Linked DNA regions of Mus musculus: region 1 is linked to region 2. A link is a contact called in public promoter capture Hi-C data. All regions are on one chromosome and are shown on one strand. The core of a region is the stretch at or near the end of the contact, and the rest is flanking DNA. Distances in the headings are between cores, read along the strand shown.

Evidence for each region. Capture Hi-C pulls out chosen DNA fragments and counts their contacts.
Region 1: a contact with region 2 is called in a promoter capture Hi-C map of liver. The contact joins two enhancer-like sites. A contact is called at or near these places in 1 of 39 promoter capture datasets (embryonic stem cells), 1 of 15 datasets of contacts at CTCF or cohesin (large pre-B cells), 4 of 484 Hi-C or Micro-C datasets (B cells, CD4 T cells, bone marrow-derived dendritic cells and 1 more), 11 of 115 datasets of contacts at active chromatin or transcription factors (the HPC-7 cell line, embryonic basal ganglia, embryonic forebrain and 6 more) and 3 of 9 other capture datasets (adipose tissue, embryonic stem cells and liver).

What each region holds. Positions count from the first base shown.
Region 1 is chr7:25,629,764-25,634,536 of GRCm38.p6, forward strand. Bckdha (branched chain ketoacid dehydrogenase E1, alpha polypeptide) reads right to left here. Exons shown (of 9, transcript NM_007533.5): 5 at 3,477-3,638; 6 at 1,875-2,081; 7 at 1,579-1,720; 8 at 1,237-1,408; 9 at 89-670. The coding sequence ends at 500. Among named protein-coding and RNA genes, the nearest start is that of B3gnt8, 4.5 kb to the left of the region's middle. Within about 2 kb of position 3,163, at least 92 of the 459 cell types and tissues checked have an H3K27ac peak or open chromatin away from gene starts, as enhancers often do. A contact at or near this core is called in adipose tissue and liver, where this site is marked.
Region 2 is chr7:25,437,961-25,442,824 of GRCm38.p6, forward strand. The region is part of intron 4 of 4732471J01Rik (RIKEN cDNA 4732471J01 gene); the gene reads left to right. It also overlaps the pseudogene Gm15495. Among named protein-coding and RNA genes, the nearest start is that of Cxcl17, 28 kb to the left of the region's middle. Within about 2 kb of position 2,696, at least 35 of the 459 cell types and tissues checked have an H3K27ac peak or open chromatin away from gene starts, as enhancers often do. A contact at or near this core is called in adipose tissue and liver, where this site is marked.

The sequences.
Region 1 (4,773 bases), core at 1,913-4,412, 190 kb after region 2:
TATACGATATAGTCCCAGAACTAGAAGCTAAAGCAATATCATAAGTCCCAGTAAGTTACTGTGTAGATACACAAACACACAACAGCACTCCAAACCAAATCAGCCATGCTGGGCTCTCTCCTCCTCTCCACATACACACCCCAGCCCCCAAACTTGAGGAAACAGAGACGAAGGAAGCAGAGTCAAAGGCAGACCTGTGGTTTACTTACTCTGCCAATCAGCTATCTCTCTGGGCAAGCCCAGGGCCACCCTGCCCAGAGGGTCTTCCCTGGCCCTGGTCCCTTCCCACCCCTAAAAGGCACTGTAACAGGTGAAGGGAGTGAAGTAGCCGCAGCAATGGCTGCAAACATGGTGCCCCAGTGAAGTAGCCTGGGGGAGCAGGAACAGGAGCAAAAGTCACCCTGGAATGCCACCCTGGCTGCTCAGCATGTTCGCACAGCTGACTAGCACAGGGGGCAGCATCCACTCAGAGCAGGACCCCCTTGTGCTGGCTAGGGCCTCACTTGTCAAAGTGGTCCAGGGGGTAGTGCTCCCCGTAAGTCTGCAGGTGCCGTGCCAGCGACTCCTGCTGCCTGCGGAGCTGGGCGGGCATCTCCTGGTACACATCGGAGAAGAGGAGGCTTGGGTTCGGCTTTAGCTTCCGCTCAGCCTGCTCAAAGGCTTCCATGACCTGGGAGACATGAGGGAGTAAGTGGCTGTCCCCTTCATCCTGCCCTCTCCCAACCACAAGCCACGGTCCAGCCTCACCCCTCTGAGGCCTCAGACTGGTGTTAATGAACATTCCAGAGCCTAGCCTGCAGGGTCCTGGCCCTGCACTGTCAGCTCAGCTCTGCAATGGAGGGAACAGGAGTGGAGGGCAAGATGCAGAGAAAGGAAAGGATTCCTCAGGGCGACGGAGTCAGAGCTGAGCTAGTGACCACGGTGCAGTATGAGGCCAGAACAGGCCTGTTCTAAGTGCACAGAGGGTGACATTAGCTCTAGCCCAGGTAGGACATACCACTTTACATGGACTGAGTTATGAAGTAGATACCCCAGGAACATGACTAGCCCTGGGTTCCACTGTGAAGAGTCACTGAGGCCATATGGTCCAGGTGGCTTGGCTCTATGAGCCACGCATGAGGACAAGGCTTGCCTGGGTCAGTGTGAATATACCCAGGTCCTCTATTCCTGTTCTCCCAGAGTTCTCGCTGTGCAGAGCCATCGGGAGCACACCCTGGGGCTCCAATGGGCCCTCACCTTCTTTCGTGACTGCTTCCGCCAGGCCTTCTCCTGTTCCTCATCCCACCAACCCTGGTTCAGCAGGTACTGCCTCAGCCTCGAGATTGGGTGGTCCTGCTTGTCCCAGTAATTGACCTCGTCCACCGAACGGTACGCTGAGCTGTCGTCACTGGTGCTGTGGTGGCCAATCCTGCTCAGGGGAGGATTGTGGATCAGCCGGGGGCGGGGTGTCAGAAAAGGACACAGGAGTGATGTGGCACAAGGAAGGGAGTGCACATGGGGTGACCAGGCCACACGTGGGGGGGTGCTGACAGAGCTTGTCAGACCTGTGAGCTGCAGGGGTGGAAGGGAGACAGGCACCTGTAGGTCATGGCCTCAATGAGGAAGGGCTGGTTCTCAGCCACAGCCCGCCGTCGGGCCTCCTTAGTGGCATTGTACACAGCAAACACATCGTTGCCGTCCACACGGATTGACATGATGCCGTACCCAGGGCCCCGAGCCGCTGCAGGACAGAGAGGATGCCAGTCAGGCCTCAGGGAGAAGAAAGGGGAAGAGGAGAGTGAAGGGTGTGCTCTGCTCATTGCCCCCTGTGCCCTTACTGTCAGACACCATCAGGGAGAGAACAGGAAGGAGGGCAGCAAGAGAAAGGCCCTTACCTATGCCATCCCCACGGTACTGCTCAGAGGTTGGTGTGGAGATGGCATAGCCATTGTTCCGGCAGAAGAAGATGATGGGACACTCCAGGGTGGCAGCGAAATTGAAACCGGCGTGGGCATCCCCTTCACTGGCTGCCCCCTCGCCAAAGTAACAGATCACAATCCGGTTGGCATTGGCCCGCTTGGCAGCATAGGCTGCCCCTACCGCTGCACAGGGACACAGATGAGAGCGTGTGAGTAGGAATAAGCCTGCCCCTCCCTCCTTCCCTCCCTCTCTGTCTCTGTCTCTGTCTCTCTCTCTCACACACACACACACACACCACACACGCACGCAGACTCAGGCTCGGAAAGTTGTCTCCAGGTACCTAGGGTGTGACCCCTGACTCCTGTCTGTCACGCTTACATGTATGCCAGCCACCTTCAGAGGATAGCCAGATCTGGACCTTCCACACCAAGGCCAAGCCGCAGCCAGGGGACTCTTAAGTGTGAGTCTGGCAGACTCCTTCCTAACTCTGGGCTCTCAGGCCACTGTGGGCCAAGTCCTTGCAATAGGAAAGGCCACTAAGCCCCGAGTGCTCAGTACTCCCCACCCTTAGTCCCCTGGTCTAGTCACAACTAAACACACGATTGCCTCAAGGTGCCCACACAGCTCCCTTCCACACGACTTCCAGTCTGCCTTTCAATCACTTGTGATGCCCCTGCTACTGCCCCCTCGACATGGCTCTGTGCTGCCTTTCCTGTCACCTGCACGAAGCACTCCAGGTACCATCTCTTCACACTCTTCCCTGATGCCCCCTCTCCCTCAAGACAGCATCAGTATGAACAGGGTTGACATTTGTCTTATTCAGAAAGCCTAGGGTGACACCTGGCATACATTTGCTGAATAAGGGACTCTGGTGCACCATAATAAACAGCTCTGCTTCCCACATTCTCCCAGGAGGTCTGCAGACACACAAGCCACACAAGCCACACACCCAGACTGGTTCAACAGCAGGGCTACACCGAGACACACGCCTCCTATCAGATTCTGGGCCCAGGAGGCCATAAGAGAGCCAATCCTTGGTCTGTGTGCTGTGTGGGCACAGGCCCAGCACCCTGGCAGTCTCGGTAGCATACAGGAGCCTCAGGGCACCCCAGCTCTGGGAAGTCCACTTGAGGTCCAGGCTAGCCAGGGCAGGGTAGACCGTGGTCTCTGCAGTCACGAGTACCCATGAGTAAGTTCCTGCCCTCCTCCCTACCACAAGTCCCTAGTAAGTCACTTCCTTCTTCAGCTTCAATGTTCTGGTCTTTGCAACAGGGACAATTGTACATGCTAGGTTTACCCCCCAGCCACCGACAGTGTCATTAGACAGTCTTGAGTGTGGCAACGACACAATGCCTGGCCATGCTAGCTTGGGCAGGAGGAGTCTGGGAAGTTCAGCAGGGTCATGATGACCCAAGGCTGCTTGATGAGGTGAGACACCACAGAGCCCTCCTCTGAGAGGTCCCTGTACACAGGCCAGGCTCTAACGGTTCTACTCAACTAGCAGGCGGGAGGCCTGGGCCCACAGAGAGCTGGGCCACAGGTATTGCATGCGTAAGGCTCAGAGCACAGGTCCTCACCCTGAGGGATCTGCGTGGCCAGTGGAGAGGAAATGGTGACGAAGTGGCGTTCCTTGCAGCCGTAGTGAACAGGCATCTGGCGTCCCTTGCCTGGGTCATTCACGTTGCCGTAGCACTGGGACATGAACAGCTCCAGCGGGTAGTCCCGGTACATGAGCACACCTGGCAGGAGGAGGCAGCTGTGAGCGTGATGAGCAGTGCAGTGGGGAGGCGCATCAGGCCAATGCTGTGGACCACCTGGAACCAGCCCCGTCCTCCCCAGGGCTTCCTACCGAGAAGGCAGTAGCCAGGTCAGTGTGGTAGAGCAGGCCTTTGAGCCCAGCACTTTGGAGGCTAAGGCAGGAGGATTGCAAGCCAGAAGTAAGCCTTTGTTTTCAATTCAAAGATAACTAAGAGCCAGACTGTAGAAGGTGGCGAACTTAGGGGGTCATAAGGCCAGGCGGTCCCATAGATACGACCTATCTCAGGAGAGACTTGTTTGACCAGATAATCCTTCTTGGTAACTCTCAGCAAGGGGAGAATGGTTTACGTTAGCACCATCCCTGACACTCGTCTTTGAAGGGTATAACTGAACTTTGTGTATGACAGGGCTGTCCTGCACAGAAAGTAGCAGGCGAGGGCTTTATAAATATCTGATTTCAGCCTTCAGGGTACATGGTCAGTGCGAGAAGACGCACTAGACCATCACTCTACACGTGCCTTTTCAGAAATTACTTGGTGTATTAGTCAGGGTTCTTTGGTAATTTCATCCATGAACACGAGATGTTTAAGTCACGCCCACCCCTCATCCCCACCTCCAATCTTTTGGGAACACCCTCTGTTCTCCTCCAGACTTCATGTTGTTTTCTTTTTCTTCATTTTTTAATTAATAACTCACTGGCCTTTAATCCCAGCACCTGGGAGTCAGAGACAGATCTCAGAGAGTTTAAGGCCAGCCTGGTCTGCACTGTGAGCCACTAAGCCCCTATGTGGCTGCCCCTGTGCTCACAGATACAGGGAGCCATCCAATGGCCCAAGGGCCACAACACTGAGGGAATGTGGCTCTCCTTCCCTTGGGGCTGTCAACACCCTCCTTTCCCTTCTTTTTTTTATAGTGCTAGATATGGAACCAAGGGCCTCAGGCAGGCATGCCAGCAAATATTCTACCACTGATACAGCTCCAGCCCAAGGCTTTCTTCCCAATGAGAAACTGTGAGATTTGTGTCTTGAACTAATCCACCTCCACCAGTACCAACAGCAAAGTCCATATCTATTCACAGAAATAAAACCTTTTCTTCAAATAAAAGCCCTGGGGGAG
Region 2 (4,864 bases), core at 1,446-3,945:
ATATTCCTCTTACCCACACCACAAAGCAGGTGCCAAATATGCAAATGAAACAAGAATCTTGTCTTCAGGAGATAGTTGTCCCTTTCTGTTCTCTTGGTGTGCATACATTTTTATGAGTACATGTGTGTTGGGGTTATGTACTTATGTACATGTATGAGTCTGCATGTGGGGCCCAAGGGCAACCGTGGTGTGGTCCTTATTTATTTTCCATCTGATTTTTTGAGACCAGGCCCCTTAATAGCATGGAGCTCAGGGATCCAGCTAAGCTGGCTGGCCAGCATGCCCCAAGGACCTTCTTGGGTCTGCTTTCCAGCACTGAGATTGGAGATAGGAGCTTTTGTTCATTCATTTGTTTGTTTAGTCTGTACATGAACACTGGGGACTAAACTCAGGTCCTCATGCTTGCAGATCTGTATGAACCACATCCCCACCCTCTCACTTGTCTCTTCCTGATCTCGGCCCTGTAGGGCCAGCTCTCTAAATATTCTAGTTCTTTTATTGCTAGGTCTTTTGGAATCCTCCAAACCAGAGATAGGGTCAGACTGTGCAGCAGAGGGCAAGTGAGAGTGGGACAGGAGGGTGGCAGGGACACTTTGTGACTCTCCTCTCAAGAGTGCAGTGACAGTGGGAAGCCAGGAGTCTGGGCTCCTTAGGGAGTAGGAGAAGAGTGATGCCTGAGATACTTGCTCAGCTTATTCCTCAAGTCCTCTACATATAAGAATCTGGCCTTGCCGGGGTGGGCCACCACACGTCTTCGATTCCAGCAGTGGGAAGTAGAACTCTGTTAGTTCAAGGCCGGCCTAGTCTACACAGAAAGTTCTAACCAGGGGTTAGATCTCTGAGACTGTCTAAAAAAAAGAATTTTTAATATATATATGTATATATATGTATATGTGTATATGTATATATATATATATATATATATATATAGTGTGTGTGCGTATCATAATGCAAATGTCAGAAGACAACTTTTAGGAGCCATCTCACTAACCATTCTTAGCAGGGGCAACAAGATGACTCAGTGAATGAGGTGCGTGCTGCCAAGTCTGATGGCCTGATTTGAACCCTGGGACTCATGAGGAAGAAGAGAACGGACTCCTGCAAGTTGTCCTGTGACATCTATACATGGACTGTGGCATAAATACAAACAAACATACGTACATACACAAAGTCAATAACTAATAATATAGAAAAAATGCACACACAGGGAAATGTAACTAATGGAGAAATACAGAGTGTTCGGATCTTGAAAAGAACTTTCTATGAGACTGCAATCTCTTTACTTTCTTTGATAGGTGGTTGTTGAGGGTGTGGAAAAGGATTTGTGAGAGATGGCCTAGAGCCAAGGTTTTGTCCGATGTTCTCACACTAAGCCTGCTCTCCCACACCCAGGTGCCAAGAAGCAGAGCTGGAGTTTTTTCTCCTTAATGCTTTATAATGCTGTTTGGTGACTTCATCCTCCTCCTCCTCCTCCTCCTCCTTCTTCTTTTTTAATCCTACTTCCGTAGATACTTATTTAGTTTGCTGTCACTTAATAAAATGAAGAAGGGCAGGGTAAATAAAAACTTCCTGGACCTCATATTCTTGTGCTGGTTGTGGCTCCTTTCAATTTCCGTGTCTCTAGGATGGTCCAGGGAATGAGTTCCCACCGCCATCCGTCGGGACTCTTGGACCAGTGTAATCGCTCCTGAAGTAAGGCTTGGTCTAGGGAAGGTAGGGAGCCCAAGTGCCAGGAGTTAAGGGTCTTTAGAGTCAGGGGCACCACACTTGGATTTAATCCCACTTAGTATTCTATTTGCTGTGGACAGTTGGTAGGAGCTCTCAGAGCCTTAAGTTCCAGTCTCTACAACATGATGAGGAGACCCCAGCCAGTTCTGATGGCTGACTTGACACTCACCGAGTGAATCATTAGCATCGTGAGAGATTATTGACACCATTTTTCATGTAGAGAAGTTGTAAGTAGTGTGGCCACTGTGGCTGTAACTCATGATTGTTAGAGTCCGGATAATGAACAGGCCTAGTCCACTGGAGAAAAGCCGTGTCTTTAACTGCTCGGATAGTTACATAACAGTGTAACAAGGAGTAACAGAGAAAAAAGGCATAAAGCACCAGGTGCAGTGCTTCTGAGAGGGCAGCGCTCATTAATGGCAGTGTTACCACCAGAAGAGAGGTATGTCTTCCTGAAGTGCTTGGCTTTGCCCTTGTGTGGGAGATGCTGCCCCGGGACAGAGTGATCTGGGAGTGACATGGATCTTCCATGGTTTGCAAGGATTCCAGGGTTTCTCCTAATCCTGTCCTGTCTGCCAGCCTTATTGGTGAACATCTTGATCCCAAAGTTGCCTGACAGGTCCTGGAAGGAAAACATAGGCCACTGTGACTTGAGTGGCCCTAGGGAGGGGCTCCCACTCCAAACCAGTTGCTCAAGAACCACTTTCTGGGACTTCCTTCAGAGATTCTGACCTTTTATTTCCTAATAACTTACTGCTTTGCTCAGGGGTAAGATAAACCCTTAGGAATGAGTGGAGCATAGTGGGGCTACTATTTGAAGGGACATAAGGTCGGAGGGGACACTGCAGGGAGGAGGGGTAAACCTACATGTGGGGTTCAGAGGAAGCTAGCATTAAGCTGCTTGTTTCCTTTGCCATGTGTGCTTTGGCTCTCTGCCCTGCCGTGTGAACAGCGGGCCCAGTGACCCATCTGACACTTCTACCTGATCCACCGCACTGACCAGGTTACAGCTAGCTGGACTCTGTTCGATCACCCCCCACCTTGCAGCTGTGGCAGTCTTCTCACCTTTTCTGAGCCTCAGTTTTCTCCCTTCTGAGCAATTTGTAAGGATCAAATGAAAGGCCCAAAGCTCCTAGTGTGGCATCTTTCATATTACAGTGCCCCGTGAGCACCTACAGTCCCGGGCTGGTGCACATGAGTGAAGCTACAATCACTTTAGGGGGTAATGACCTAGAAAGGCTGAAACTAACATGTCACACACAGCCACCCAGCGTAGCCCTGTCCTGGGCACTGAGAGCTTGGGGTTTGGCGTAGGAGAGCTGCCTTATCTGACCAGCTAGTCAGGGACCACTTTCTGACCAAGGGATCATGCTCATGTGGAAAGGCCGGGCAAGGGCTCCAGGTTGTCTGGACAAGGCCAGTGTGCACGTGAGGTCAGCTTGTAAAGGGTTTCTGAGAGGGGAGGATGACCTTGACTTGGTGACTTATTCTGACACTCAACTATAAAGAAGTTTGAATTGTGTGGTGATTGGAGAGGATTTCCATGCTAATAAAGTCTTGATTTTAAAATGCAGATTTTTTTTTTTTTTTTTTTTTTTTTTGAGACAGAGTCTTACTTTATAGCCCTGGCAGGCCTGGAACTTCCTATGTACACCAGGCTGCCCTGATACTGACAGCCTGTCTGTGAAGCATTGGGGATTAAAGGCGTACACCACCATGTTCAACCAAAAACATAGGAATCTTAACTGATAAAGAATGAATTTGAGAGGAAGCTGGAGGGGAGAGGTGTCATTTAAGAGCCATGAAGTTTCATTTTCCTGCTGTAAGAGAGCTCTACCTGGGTCCAAGGGAGGCTGTGATTGGATCTTTCTTTTATCAGTTTGAATTGTGTAATATACCTTCCCAGGGGACATGACCTTGGGGCATCTGGAGAGACGGGGGCATTAGTGAACTGTTTAGGAAAGGGGTGGTTTTTATTTATTTTATTTTATTTTTTGTAGTTTAAAACCAAATATTTAGGGCTGGTGAGATGGCTCAGCAGGTAAGAGCATTGAATGCTCTTCTGAAGGTCCTGAGTTCAAATCTGAGCAACCACATGGTGGCTCACAATCATCTGTAATGAGATCTGACCCCCTCTTCTGGTGTGTCTGAAGTCAGCTACAGTGTACTTATGTATAATAATAAATAAATCTTTGGGGCAGAGCAAGCAGGGACTGAGTGAGCAAGCTTGACCGGAGTGAGCAAAGGTCCAAAAAAAAAGAAAAGAAAAAGAAAACCAACCCAAATATTTAATATTTTCATTAAATTGTTTCGATACAATTTCAAACAAATGCCAACCAGAAGACAATGTCCGAAAACTCTGAAGAAGCAAGCTTCCAGACAAGGAACACAGCAACCATCTTCCATTCTAGCCACAGTTCTTCTGTCCATAATGGCGCCAGTCGTCCAGTCTTATCCAGATCATCAACTATTTACCACACCATCAATTTTCAGGATGCTCCGCAATTTCAGTTGCTAGGGTCAAAGCACTGACTGACACCAGCAGAGGCTGAATAACCATTTCCTCCAAAATGTTGATAAGAACAGCCTTTTGGACATTACTGCATCTGGCATTTTCTCCTTGGGCATGGCGGTTTCTTAGTTCTGTTACTGTAGAAATGGGATTCAGGCCAGTCGGTGTAGACCGAATGGCTTCCTCACCGGTAACTCAGTGTTGGAGAGCACTCAGTCAGTCTGAGGCCAGCTCTGTTTCTGAAACACCACCTCCTGCAATAAGAGCTCCTCCCTTCTTTACTAAGCATCGGATAATACAGAGGGCATCAGGAATGGAGCGCTAGCTTCTTCAGTCACCACGTATGACAATTGTAACTGTTTTGCCTGGGCTTGTACAACCTGTAGATCTTGAATAGTTTTCCAGAACCATTTAAACTGACTTCCTCTGCTAACTCAGGAGAACCCACCATGTCAGCAGTGAACTGGTCAACGTGAGCAACCGGCTTGGCTCCAATTGTCTTACATGAGTTCAATGTCTTCTCTTTCAATGTCCTTAACCACCATAATCTTCATCTTACTCAGAAAATGTAGTGCAAGATCACTAAGGGCATCTCTTAGGATAGACCTCTGTATGAGAAGGACA